Linked DNA regions of Acanthopagrus latus: region 2 is linked to region 1. The links are chromatin contacts, called in public Hi-C maps. All regions are on one chromosome and are shown on one strand. The core of a region is the stretch at or near the end of the contact, and the rest is flanking DNA. Distances in the headings are between cores, read along the strand shown.

Region 1 (6,757 bases), core at 1,364-3,863:
CTGAGGGACTCCCCACAGAACACCCCAGATACCCCCCTTTATATAGAAACACCCCCAAATAAACACACATATAAAAATACCACTGTGCGTGCGTGCGTGTGTGCATTTCATGGGACTGTTTGTGTACACACTGAACTACTTATATAAATCCCAGAGTTGGCCAGGTTTCAGTCGCAGCTCATGAAGGTGCTCTGTTTTTGAAACGTGGCACGGGCTTCAAACCTGAAGCCCCTATCAAAGAGAGACTCCAGCCGCTTGGCTCGGAAGCCAGAATCCCCACCCTGAAGTTACACATTCCCTCGCTCAACCCCAAACTCTGCCCAATCTAAACCCCAAAACTCCTCCTGCATCTGACCCTCCAGCCCTCCAGCCCTCCCCCTCCTCTCTCTCAGCCTCTCCACCACCACCTCCTCTGTGATACGCACCCCTGCAGATGCCATGGGTCCGGCCCACATCATTGCCATAGTTGCACTCCAGGCCTTTATGGTGGTCACAGGGCAGCCCTTCGTGGCAATCCTGGTTGAGCTGAGCGGCACACACCTTGCAGCATCCGCAGCCGTCCGGAACTGAGCTCACTCCTGGGGGACAGGATGGAGGCCCTGCCGGACAGTCACACACCACCGGACATCCAGCAGTCACCTACAGTGACGGACATAAGAGTGCACTTAAGTTAGTCTGAATGTTAGCAAAACAGCTTCATTCAGTTCATTTTCCATGCAAGGCACACTGAGCCCACCAGGACAATAGTGAGTCTCATATTACACAGATCACAGAAATTCCTCAAAGTGTGTGAGGCTTAAACATTAGCTGAATACCCAGCACTGTCCCAGGCCCCACAGGGATATCTGTAACCCTCTGTCGCCTTCCGCTTGGCATTCGCCAGGCAAAGCGGGGATGAAAGGTACGCTCTCTGACCGCCCCCCCACCACCCACCTCCCACTCACCTCCCTGCTCCTACATCTTTTGTTCCTCACACACCAGGGCCACGCCAACAACTCCCAGCAGGCATTGAGATCACAGAGAGCGGCTCATCTGACTGTCCACAGTCAGATCATCTGAAGGGAGCCCTTCCTGACCTTGCCAGTGTCTAAACCCGGGCCAGGTCCTCTGGTGTGTCACTTTCACCAGTCTATGTCACTGAAGTGGGTCTCAGAAATTTGGACGCTACACAAGGCAGTGACAATAGCTTCATCACTCAGTATGACCTGGTACTTGAAACATCCCCCAAATACAAGTCCCTTAATAATCCTGTAGGTATTTATAGTGTGCAATGGGTTCATATTGACCTTAACGTGTATTTTTGGCGTCATTTGTATAACTGTTGGATAATATTACTGTAGGGTAATTTTGGACCGTCACAGAGATAGAAGCGAGGGCACATGTAGTTTGTAAAAGGTGAAAGAAACCTTTCAAACATTTACAAATACCCCAGGCAACCACAAGTACAGAGGCCCTAAACGGTCATGGGCCAACAGTTTTCCAGAAATAATGATGACAATTTTATTTGTTTTCTCCAGATCAAGAGTTTTACGTGACATTATCATGGAATAACGAGTGTTTTCCAGAGCTAACAGGTTAATTTTCTCCATTATCACATGAAAATGATCTTTGTTATCTTGAGGTAACGTAATAATTTGAATATTATTAACCAGTGGCCGGTAAGAGCTTCCAGACATGCGTTTGCTCCATGTTTTATCAGCATATTCAAACTGCGTGTCTCTCAACTGTGGATAAGTATGTAGAAGTAGTGGTGAAAAGGGACTATACTAAATTTGTTAACTGGTACTTCAGTGTTATGCTATTCAATTGCATTTCAGAGGAAAATATTATTCGTCATTTAATGAACAGCTTTAGTTCTAAGTTACTTTGCTGTGTATGATTTTACGCACAAGGCACATTTGGCACTTATAACCAACTGTATTTGACAAAGGGACGAATTGGCTCCAGCAACAACTACTTACACATCAATGAATCAGTGATTCCATAATAAACTACAGTGTAACACACTTAGGGGCCACTGTGCACTCCTATCCTTAACCATCCGGATATCAATTCCTCGTGGACTTCTAGTGGTCCCCGAGCCACATGTTGGAAACCAGAAAATATTACCACAAGCTCTCCAAACATTGTCAAAAACGTTGAGTCATGTTGCAGGAGGGAGTAGGTGTATAGTTTCGACGTGATGATCCACTTGTGTGGAGATGAATAGTGGGTGAGATTTCATCAGACCGTTTACTTTGATATGCAATACGGCAGGGGCGCGGGCGGTAGATTAGGCTGTAAATGTAACCAGACGACTGCAGCTCAAATCCGCTCGAGCTGTTGTTACAGTAGAGTACAGGCACGTGAGTGTTATTCCTCAGTGTGTACATGGAGCAGCGACAGAGAGCAGACTTACCAAGCCGACTGTTATCACTTGCAAGACAGCAGCTATAAGCAGAATCCCCATGCTGTCAGCTGATTCACATCAAAGAGGAGAAAAGTTGTTTTTAAAAAAAAAATATATATATATATATATATATATATATATATAAAAAATAAAAATAAATCCTCCACCGGCTTAGAAACAATAGCTTTTGTCCACAGAGATTAAATCCGACTTGCGCACTGCTCCCCAAATGTCTCCCATCAGTTGTAAATTTTCCTCGATCAAAGTTTGAGCCTTGTTTTTATATCAGCCCCGTGCTTTTTATGGCAGCCACGCCCACCCCGGACCTCCTTCAACCAATTAGGAGGCAGGCGCGCGGCCAAGGTATCCCCGACAGGGAGGGGAGGAGAGGGCGGGGGTTTGGAGGAGGGGGGCGTGGCCAAGCATGAATGCAGTCATTCATAAAAATTCAGAATTACTACATTCCAAAGAGGACCTGGCTTCTGGGTGTTTATTTATTTATGTTTGAGCGAAAATAATATTTTTGATGCTTTTAAGTTCTTTTCACACGCATACCTCTGTCCGGCTGCTGCTTTGTGAAAGGTAAAATAAATATACTCAGCTGCTAGTCTGTGCTACATTAATACTGGGGGCAGCCATAGAAAACAGCAAGGAATTTCCTTCCCCCACTTTATAAAAATACTTTTAGACAAGAGCTGGACAGATAAAGTGCATGTACAAGGCGAGCAGAGTGTTCCGTTGAGCAGGGTACAGCTACGTGATTGAGTGATAGTGATGTTGAAAATGATTATGATAATCTCCCGTGCAATTCATCACTCTTTTTTCCTCCCCTCCATATCCTGTCTTTAGCCCCTACATCCCTTTTACCTACTCAGAGGTTCCCAGGCCTGCACACACACACACACACACACACACACACACACACACACACACACACACACACACACACACCATGTAAACAGACAAGAATTCAGTTCAATTGGTTTAAGGTTTTCATTGAGCGGAGGTGAGGACCGCCTGGATAATCTTCCTGTCACTCCCGCAGACACGCACACAGGAAACCAGCCATCTGCTCTACCTGAGCTGGTGGCTAACGTACACACTGATACTCTATGTGAGAGGCTTAAATACATATTCCACATTTATGGGCTCTCAAACACACCAGCGTTGCATCGAAGTGTTCACCACTGACACAGGCAGCCACAGTGGGCTGCTTGCGGAGATTCAGTGAGAGGGATTGTGGGTGGCTAAATTGTTGTTTTCCCTTGCAGTTTCCCTAAAATGTATCATTAAGCAGGGGGGTGTCTGCAGTCATTTGTGTTGACGAGGAAGATATCAACCCCCTCCCGTTCTCTATAAACCACCCCTGCACTTAACCAAATGGTCACTTATAGAGAGGTGCATTTAGTAACGTTGTGCATTGCATACACCTCTTGCAGGCATACTCATATTTGCATAACACCGGCTCACTCCAATAGCACTCAAAAGTACGAAAGCACGTACAGCTTCATTTTGTGCCTCTCACATGGTACCATTATGCTTGAGTCAGAGCTAAGCATATGAAAAATGAGCGCATAAAGTCACTTTAGAACTTTCAGCACTTTTCTGAAAGTCTTTCTAGTAACGTCAATGACTCCTCCAAACATCTGGATGAAAAAATATTCTGTCTGTTGCACAATGGAACAGATTTTTAAAAAACTTGTGTCCATTGAATTTGCAAACGAACTGAAATTTGCACAAGACTAAAACTCAACAGTCAGGCCAGCATCTCTGTGAGCTGAATGCTAACACTAGTGTCTGTGTTTAACAGCTACAATGTTTATCATGCACAATCATAGTTTAGCATGTGTTAGCATGATATGGCTTATTTTGCACTCATATGGTGCCAGAATAGCCAGAAAGAGATGTTTTCAACAGGGAACAGTTATGTGAACAACCCTTCAAGGCAGCTAAACAACCTTGACAGTCAGCCAAAATGTTTGGCGCACCACTTTCCCACCAAGTATTTTTTTCACAGCACTGTACCCATCAGACAGACAGAACATATAACAGACAGCGTGCATACAACAACGCAGCGTAAAAACACACAGTACCAAACAGTAATTACGAGCCACATTAGGGTCAGTTCGGTGAAGCCTTTTAAAATAGTATAACTTTGTAACTAAGCTGAAACCTCAGTGCTAGGAAATGAAGCCAATCTGAAAGGACCAAAACCTGCATTTCCTTGAGTAGCCACTCCAGGCTGGCAACAAAAGTGAGTCAATCCCCATTAGACTTCATGTTGAAATGCCCAACATCACAGCATGTTTAAATACAGTTCACAGCCTTGTACAAGAGTTGGTCTTATTCCCTAATTCATCCCTTCATGACCAGTGAACAGAGGTGAATATTTATTCAGCTCACTCGTTTGAATTATATGAAGGCTTCAGGTTACTAATAATTAGGCCCGTGGGCGCTTTGAGTGAGCTGCCTGCTTGGCTTCACTGACCTTCATCTCTCAGCTGTATTTGTAGTGCTGCTGCCTTCTGCAGAATTTTTTAATGTAGATATTAGACAAATAATATTGTTTTCTGTGCAGTTAATTGAACAAAAAGACCGGCGCAGAGGAACAGACATGTTGGGCTTAATTTAGGCTCTTCAGAAACCTATGACTGATGTCACAGTGGCTTTGTCCACTAGTTTACTCTATCCATGTCAAGTGCCCTAGAATAGAATAGTAATCTTCTTCATAGTGTCCATTTTGAAGTCGAAAGCCAGGAGAATAATTTCACAGCTTGTGGAATGGGAGCATCCAAGACGCAAATAAATGCATTATTAACACAAAGCGATTAAAGGTGCACTATGTTGTTTGAGGAAGAAATAAAAAGGTCTCTCACTGAATTTTATGCCTAAACAACAGGATAAACAAACCCGCTTTGTTTGCATGACATAATAAACGAATGACAAATGAACAAAGTGACCTTAAAGGACAACACAATTTTATACTGTTTTACTTTGTTTATATTTGGCTGCCACCTCTCTAACTTCAGACAGTGATCTTCTGGGGACCTTAGTTTCCTCTGAGAACAGCGTGTTTATTCAGTTACGGAGAACGTAATTATTTCTGAGGTTGGATTATAACCTTTTAAGTTTGAATTTCTTCTTCAAAACTACATAGTGCCCCTTTAATTCTAACAAATGGTTGTTGGGAAAATGTAACTCGAACCACAAATGTGAGCCTGATGGTTGATTGCACCACATGTAAAATCAGTGGCATACATCTCCTGGGAACCTTGAGTGTCTGCGCCAAATTAAGTAGCAACTGATTCAATAGTTGTTGAGATATTTCAGTCTGAACCAAAATGGTGGACCAGCTACTTAGATAGGACATACAGTCACAACCTGAGAAACTGATTACAACATTCTTAATTTTTTTTTCTTTTTCTGTGCAATAGAATGATCAGGACCCTCAGAATAGCTTTAAGTGTTGTTATAAATGACTACTTGGATTGCTTGGTGTGTTTTCATCAGAAAGAACAGCTGCTGTGACTTTCAGTGGTGATGCTTGAAGCACAACCTGCCTGTGGCCAGCGCACACCCTCATACGTACAGTGTGCTGCATACAAAATGTTCTCACACACACAGAAGGCCTACACAGAGAGCGAAATTATGTATTCACCAAACTTCCATCCTCTCCCCACACAATCCGTCTCTCTCTGTCAGGGCGCGGAGGTGATGTAACAGGGCCGTGTAAACAAACCCAACACGAAGGGAGAAAATGAAGGGAAAAATTCTCTGAAGCTTGTGTGTGTCTGCGTGTGTGTTTGCGCAGAAATATGTTGTTGTTGTATTCATATTTCAGTTCCATTGACTCATCAAAGAATGTGTCTCCTCCACTTTGGTCCCGGTGGCTTCCATCCCAGACATAATAAACAAACATGCAGAGTTTCCAACACACCAAAGTAGAGGCATTCATTAGCTCTCGGGGGTACTACACACTGCCACTGGGAAGTTGCCCCGCGCCGTGACCTTTACATTCTGAGCTGACAGTGGATGTCAACTCGTAATGGTTAAAGTGACACAAGTCTGCTTTAAGAGTTCACTGGAAAACCTCCCTGTCACTACTATTAAAAAGTCAAAGGAATGGTCAGAGTGGGGAGAGGGTGACGGGGGGAAGAAGAGGCGAGCAGCAGCAGGTGAGAAACAGATCAAACCTTCAAAAAAACAAGCCAGTGGAAATAAAAGACAGACAGTCAGACTGGGGGTAAGGGAGGGAGAGAGAGAGGGAGAGGTGTGAGGCACATGCACAGAGCCATGGAAATATTAGAAAGTAGATAGAACAGGATAGTAGAGTGAGGTCAGTGGAACAAAAGCAGCTCTGATTCTTTC
Region 2 (6,757 bases), core at 1,432-3,931, 160 kb after region 1:
ATACTTCAGAATACACATAAAAATGTGTTTGATGGCAACGCAGCTAGTGACAACAGCTGCCTGTTTACACATCTAGCAGGGCAACACTGACATTAATTTACCTCCGCTGAGGAAGTTATGTTTTCAACTGTGCCCGTTTGTCTGTTTGTTGGTTGATTGGTTTGCCGTCAGGATTACACAAAAACTACTGGACGGATTACCAGGACACTTGGATGGAAGATGGGTCTAAGACAGGAACAGACCCAATTAACTTTTTGGTGTGGATACGGATAAAGCGAGTGATCCAGGAATTATTCTCTCACCTTCTTTAACACTGTGAGATCTGCAACATTTTTGTTAATTTCACAGTGAATAAAGTGTGGATCTTGTTGAAAAAGACAAAGTGTATTTAGGCGGCTGATATCAGTGGGTAGGTACGATGTGATGCGGAAAGCCGATCTAGCAGATTAAGATATGTGTTATTTAATAGTGGGTAGGCTTGACTGAATTAAAGGAGACTGCTGATCCCTATTTTAGCTCTGATTTTGGTCTCCACCACAGAAAAGTGGCAAATACGCTTTACCCTATTTGCTAGCATTAGCTGCTAACTTTGTCCGTTAGCTCGTTTAAAGTAGGAAGCGGACAATTGTTTGTTTGTTTGTTTGTTTTTAAATATGGTGCGACTGGAAAGGGTGAAACTGGAAACAGAGAGTTGGTTATGTGAGCCATTGCTGATTTTAAAAACATCAGTTACACAATTCAGCATCAAATTTGCAGAGTCCAGATCAGCAGGATCTCTGCTGGGTGAGACTTACTCAGAGCTCAGAGGGCCACACTTGTCCCATGGCTCATTCTTGTTGAGGACAGAGGGAACATGGGAGATATCCTGGATGTCTTCATCCATGCAGCAGCTATCTGTCATGAGAGGATATGAGAACAGATATTGAGCCAGCTGTCAGTTAGCAGATTTACTTTGATATTCTCATGGGGGGTCTCATTACATCATTAGGCTCTTAAGTGTTTAGAGACAACCACGCAGTCACTCACTGTCAGAGTACAGCGCACACTCCCTCAGGTGCGGCTCCGGGCTGGGCGTGGCCTTGTGTTTGCCGTCTTGGAGACACACCCCCTCGGAGTGAGCTCCGCCAATCAGCGCGGCCACCAAACACACGCAAACCAATAGCAGGGGGCGAGAGGTGACACCCATCTCTGCAGCCACAAACACGTCTGGGGGAGAGTTCAGCACAATGGACAGAGGCAGAATGAAAACACACATCTACATGGAATGAATACAAATGGCTTCATGAAAACACATCGAAAACTCCGCTCTAACACATTTTAAATCTGTTCCCTCTCACGCCTCTTAGTTTCAGTTATGTCATACTACAGTGAGTGATGCGGTGTGAGTGAGACATCCAGCTCAGGCTGTTTAGCTCCGTGTGAGCCCTGCATGTGGTGACCCAGTATACGGGGTGAGCCTAATTAGGTGAGACTGAGGCACTGTGCTGAGCCCGGTGACATGCGGAGCTGTTTAATCTAACAAGCGGCTGGCCGATGTGTAGCCTACATAACACAAATTAAACAAATCTGTCGGACCCGGCGGCGTGGCCCCCGGACAGGACCGGCGTGGCCCGGTTTTACACAACAGAGAAGATACAACAGAAGTTTGGCACATTAGGTCACTTAGAGAAGCCTAAAGCCTATTAGAGTAATACTAAATTGTAAACAAATGAACACTGATGTGGTTATAGGCTTTTGCAAATAAGTTATGCAATTCAAATAAAAAAAAGGAAAAGAAAAAAAATCCTAAATAAATACATAGAAATAAAATGTAAAAAAGTCTAGCGCGGGAAAGTCTTTATCACCAAAATCTGTCAATGGACACCCGTTCAAAGGTGTACAAAGCTATACTAAAAGAAATGAATAAGTAAATGAATAGATAGATAGATAGATAGATAGATAAATAAATAAATAAATAAATAAATAAATGAATAAGACTCAGGCAGTAGCTTGTACAATTTGCAACATACTGAGAACAGCTTAATAAAATAAAATGTATACACAAACCTTGAGGTGGAAACAAATTTAAAAAATTTCCAGTTTTTCCTATGGAGTCTGGTGACGCTCATTAGTGAGTTTACACTCACCTCAAGACACTTTATGGTATTTTTGCCCAATCTGCTGTCGCAGCTGTGGCTCAGCATTTCCGCTACATTATATTCTCACACGAGCCTGTAGTTTCAGCTGCCACACGTCCGTCTAAATGTTACTCTGAGATCACGACGACCTGAGGATTCAGGTGTTGTTATAATCTGATCAGACTGTTTCGACTGTTTTATTTTAATTGCATTCATTTATTCTAATTATTATCATTATCATATATATTTTTTACCTGTCGGTGGGTTAAGTGATGCTCTGTCCGGATTAGTTCCCTCTGTTTTCTGCGCTCCTCCTGTGGCTCAGTGTTGTCTCCGTGTCTCCCGGTGCGTTGCTGTTGGATCCAGCGCCTGTTCGCGATGCTCGGTGCTCCGGTCTCCTCCTCTTCTCTCTGTCCCTCTCTCTCTCTCTCTCTCTGTCTGTCTGTCTGTCTGTCTGTGTCTGTCTCTCTCTGTGCCGGCTGTGATCTCTGCTGCCCGGGGGCCGCTGCTCGCCACTTTGTCACCGGTTTATATGAAGGACATTTCAGTCCCTTCCACCAGGCGACTCACCCCCTCCCTCTGCCCCATGCTGGGAAGTCCTCTCTCTCTCTTTCTCTCTCTCTCTCTCTCTCCCTCCCTCCCTTCTTGCACACACACACACACACACACACACACACACACACACACACACACACACACACACACACACACACACACACACACACACACAAACACAGGGAGAAAAGACTCCCTCCTTGTTAATCTCCCACTGAGATGTTTACCAAATCCTCCTTGTTGACAGCCTTCAATCCGAGTGTGTCCGAGCAGCCCTGAAGATAAAAACACTGACAAGAAAAACAAAAAAAAAGATTTCTCAAATTGACATCATGAAAACAAACAAACCAGACCCCAGGGGGCATGTGCTGCCCTTGATTTTGAGAGGATCATTCACAGGTGGTGCTGAGTCACACCTGACCTCCCCCAGCCTCTCTCTCTCTCTCTCTCTCTCTCTCTCTCTCTCTCTCTCTCTCTCTCTAGAGGTCAGGGCTTTTTCCAGATGACGGGGTCAGAGGAGGGTACGGCTGAGATTTAATACTGCATGATATGCTGAGGACAGGGAACACAAATCTCTGCGGAACAAAACACCGCACGGGGGCGGGAGGAAGCTGCTGCGCGTTGCAAAAAAACCCTGTTCCTGTTCTCATAAAGACGGGGTTCACTTCAGCCGGTTTCTCTGAATGCAGTCCACCCCCTCCACCACCACCCCCACCCCTACCTGTGTCAATGGATGCATGTAGGTCACCACACCGGGAGCTGGTGACCTTGCCAGCAGAAGGTATAATCCCTGATAGCGCGTCTTCCTTCTTTCCGTTGGTTTTGCGCTCACATGCGTTTCAGCAAGAGTCTGAGACTACAGGGTCTGAATGGGCTTATGTGAGCACATGAGTGTGGGCAGCCGGTGTGTTTTTCCACCACGCGTGTATTATTGCTCCTGGCTTTTAATCTCACCTCCCCTTGGACCTGCTGTACCAGCCTAATCCCTGGCAGGGTGAATCTCTCTCCCTCTCTCTGTCTCTCCCTGAGTGACCTCCCAAGGCTTTTGGCCACAGAGGAGCAGATGGAGAGTGTCTTGTGGCCTAGTTACATCTGCCAAAACCAAGACTGCGAGATTGGTGACATGCCTCAGACATGATTGGTTTTGGCAACCGAAAAAAAAAACCACGCAGGGGACAGGACGGGGCCGGACAGATTGGCCGTCGCATAAACGCACAGATTTGAGTGCAGATGAGACGGTTCCTCGCTGGGGACTCAACTCAGCGTCCCGCTGTATGAGCTGAATGAGGAAATGAGGGAATGAGGGCTCTCTTGGGCCCCCGTTGTCCACCAGACTGTTTCATAACTGCTGAGGGTCATAACCACAGAGCACTTTATTTCTGGGGATGCGAGCAGGGGAGCGAAAGGCAGACAAACAGCTCTCCATCTGGTAATTAGAGAAGGAATAACGATATCCTTTGTGCGAGAGCTATTCAGGGAACAGAGAGAGAGAGGGAGGACAAAGCAGGCCATGGTTGCTCTCTGTGTCCCCTTGTTGTCGCTCTCATTTAACAGGGTTGGGTCACTGCCTGTGCTCAGGCCTTAGGCTGGCCCTCAGCTGGCAAACAGTGTCACCCACCCTTGTCATCTCACTAAATGACAGACATTCATTTCCGCCAGTTAGAGTTTCTTTGATTTGTTGTTCCACTGACCTGTTTCCCTCGGATGGTAGACAATTGAACCCTCCGCACGGACCTTTGGAAATAAAAGGTGAGAAGTGGGGAACCTGTCACCAAACTCTTCATAGGAGCAGGAGTATGAGATGTGTTGTGATCGCCGACCAAGAGTAGGCCGCTCGTGCCCCGGGGTGTAACCAACTGTTAGATCAAATCAGTTGCTATTTTTTTAAGTCGAGTTGCATATCGCTGCAAGTATGAAAGCTAGGCTAGATAGCAAGCACGGAGAGAAGTTGACACTAAAAGTAAAGTTGTAATAACTTCTGTTTAATGTCAACAATTTAGGTTGAAATAGTTAAAAGTACACTAGTGATAATAGTGAACTCAAAGAGAACTTGAAAATAGTTAGCAAGCGTATGGATGAATGGTTGAAATAAAAAACAAAACAAAAAAGTTACCTAAAAGCAAAGTAGGTCTATGTCTATGGCTAATAGATCACAGTTGAAATAGTGTAGTTAGCAAAAAAAAAAAGCAAAGTTGAAATAGTTAACTGAAAGTAGTCCTGAACTAATGAAGAACTAGTTGATATGATATTTGATCGACTGATGATCGATTTGATCGATCGATTGATTATAGATTGAATAGTAGATTGAATAGCTAACTATTGAATAGTTAGCTAAAAGAAAGTTGAAGCAGCAAAGTAGGTAGGCTATGGAATGGTTGACATAGTTAGCTAAAAGCTAAATAATAGATAAACAGTTGAAATAACTGAACATAGGCTCAAGCAATGGATACAAATTTTAAGTAGATAGCTAAAGGCAAAATTGTAAAGGCCTGATAGCAATCGAATAGTTAGCGAAAAGTTTAAGTAGCCAAAGAATGGATATGGTTGAAATTATTTAGCTAAAAGTAAAGTAGACTCACTGATTTACTGTTGAAATAGTTAGCTAAAATGGAAAACCGTTGAAATCTAAAGTTGATGGCCTATAATGTTAGTTAGCTAATAGAGTGGTGTAGCAATGAGCCCTAAAACCTAGAAATCAGTTAGCATTTTTGTATTTCTGGTTCCCTTGTCTCAAGTCAATGGATTTTTCAAATGAGTTTTCAGTTAAATGCCTGAAATAAGGTTACACATTTTGTTCTACAACATAAAATACGTCATTAAATGTCTCACAATTTAAATCGAAAGTGGTGGTTGCTAACAAGTGGCTAAATGAGACAACAGAAGCTGTCAAGGACATTAAAGACCATCTGAGACCGACACAGAAACTCATCCACTCACTAATCCATCTTTACACATGGACTTTAGTCACAAACTATTTTAACAGTAACATTACAACTTGTAGATTAATCATTTTATAGAAAATATTTATAGTAATTGAGGAGTAACACTTAGTGGTGGTGGCGTATAATTCATGCAACCCATTGTGTTGTTTGTTCACGGCCTTATGTTAAACACATTGAAGAAAGGTCGGACAGAATTCAGGATCTTCATGTGTTTCCCCCAGCATGAGGATGTACGAGAGTATCCTGTACTTGGAAAAACATGGGAAAGCCCTTGAAGATGCTTAAATGCTGTCAGTCATTTGGGAAATGATCCGACACTTGAATTCAGCCAGCCGCAGTTTAGTCTTGTAGCATTTAGGGAACCACCGCTCCGAGTGTAGAAGCTACTCTCAAAGAAAGGTCAAAGTCAGTGACCTTTCAGTTGACAGAAATGTCACTGGTCAAATACCAAATTGTTGTTGTAGCTAATTAAGCTTTTTGCTAAGAAGAAATGTTTCAAATGTCACGAGGTGTCTGAGGTTTCCGTTGGAATGACTCAGTTATTAGTATACAGTTTGTCTACTGGACCGGGCCATTTAACTCTGTATCTTTTGGTATTAAATCTTTGTTTTGTGTCTGCCGAAAGCTACTTTTGTGACTGCTTTGTCTAAATGCTTGTGAGTCCGATGCAGTTGTTAGACAACAAAAAATCAGGGGAGAAATGTGCACACTTGAATATAATTCACCATTTATTCAAAGACAGCGTTTGAGCCAACATAACTTTCGGTGTGATCAATCAGCTCACAGACACTTGAGCAGCTTAACATTATACTTAGAATAAGAATCTCCAATACAATGTTGAAATACAATTTTATGACAAAGATGAATAAAAAAAACATACACAGACATATACTCAAACATCTAGCTATGAGACATAGAGCATCTGATCTCATCAGTTTCAGTTCTGTCTAAAGCACTGAAAGGGTTTTGTTCAATTCTATCACTGTTCTGTCTTTTCCAGAGATCCTGTGGACTGTTGTTGGAAACCATAAAAGGGGGCTGGAGAGGTCCCAGTTCTCCACCCTGTGGCCACATGGCAGCACTGCATACACAGTATTCATGTCCATTCATTACCATTCAGCTATGCGTAGGACCTCATGTCAT

The links. Hi-C and Micro-C count contacts between places; a contact is called where the count stands out from the background.
Region 2: a contact with region 1 is called in a Hi-C map of liver, with 2.5 times the contacts expected there. The contact joins the promoter of rtbdn here to the promoter of si:ch211-106h11.3 in region 1. A contact is called at or near these places in 2 of 4 Hi-C or Micro-C datasets (liver and muscle).

What each region holds. Positions count from the first base shown.
Region 1 is chr23:5,062,275-5,069,031 of fAcaLat1.1, forward strand. si:ch211-106h11.3 (CCN family member 1) reads right to left here and starts at 2,614. Exons shown (of 5, transcript XM_037090158.1): 1 at 2,399-2,614; 2 at 426-639. The coding sequence starts at 2,449.
Region 2 is chr23:5,225,293-5,232,049 of fAcaLat1.1, forward strand. It overlaps rtbdn (retbindin), which reads right to left and starts at 2,682. Exons shown (of 6, transcript XM_037087747.1): 1 at 2,372-2,682; 2 at 1,027-1,206; 3 at 795-894. The coding sequence starts at 1,186.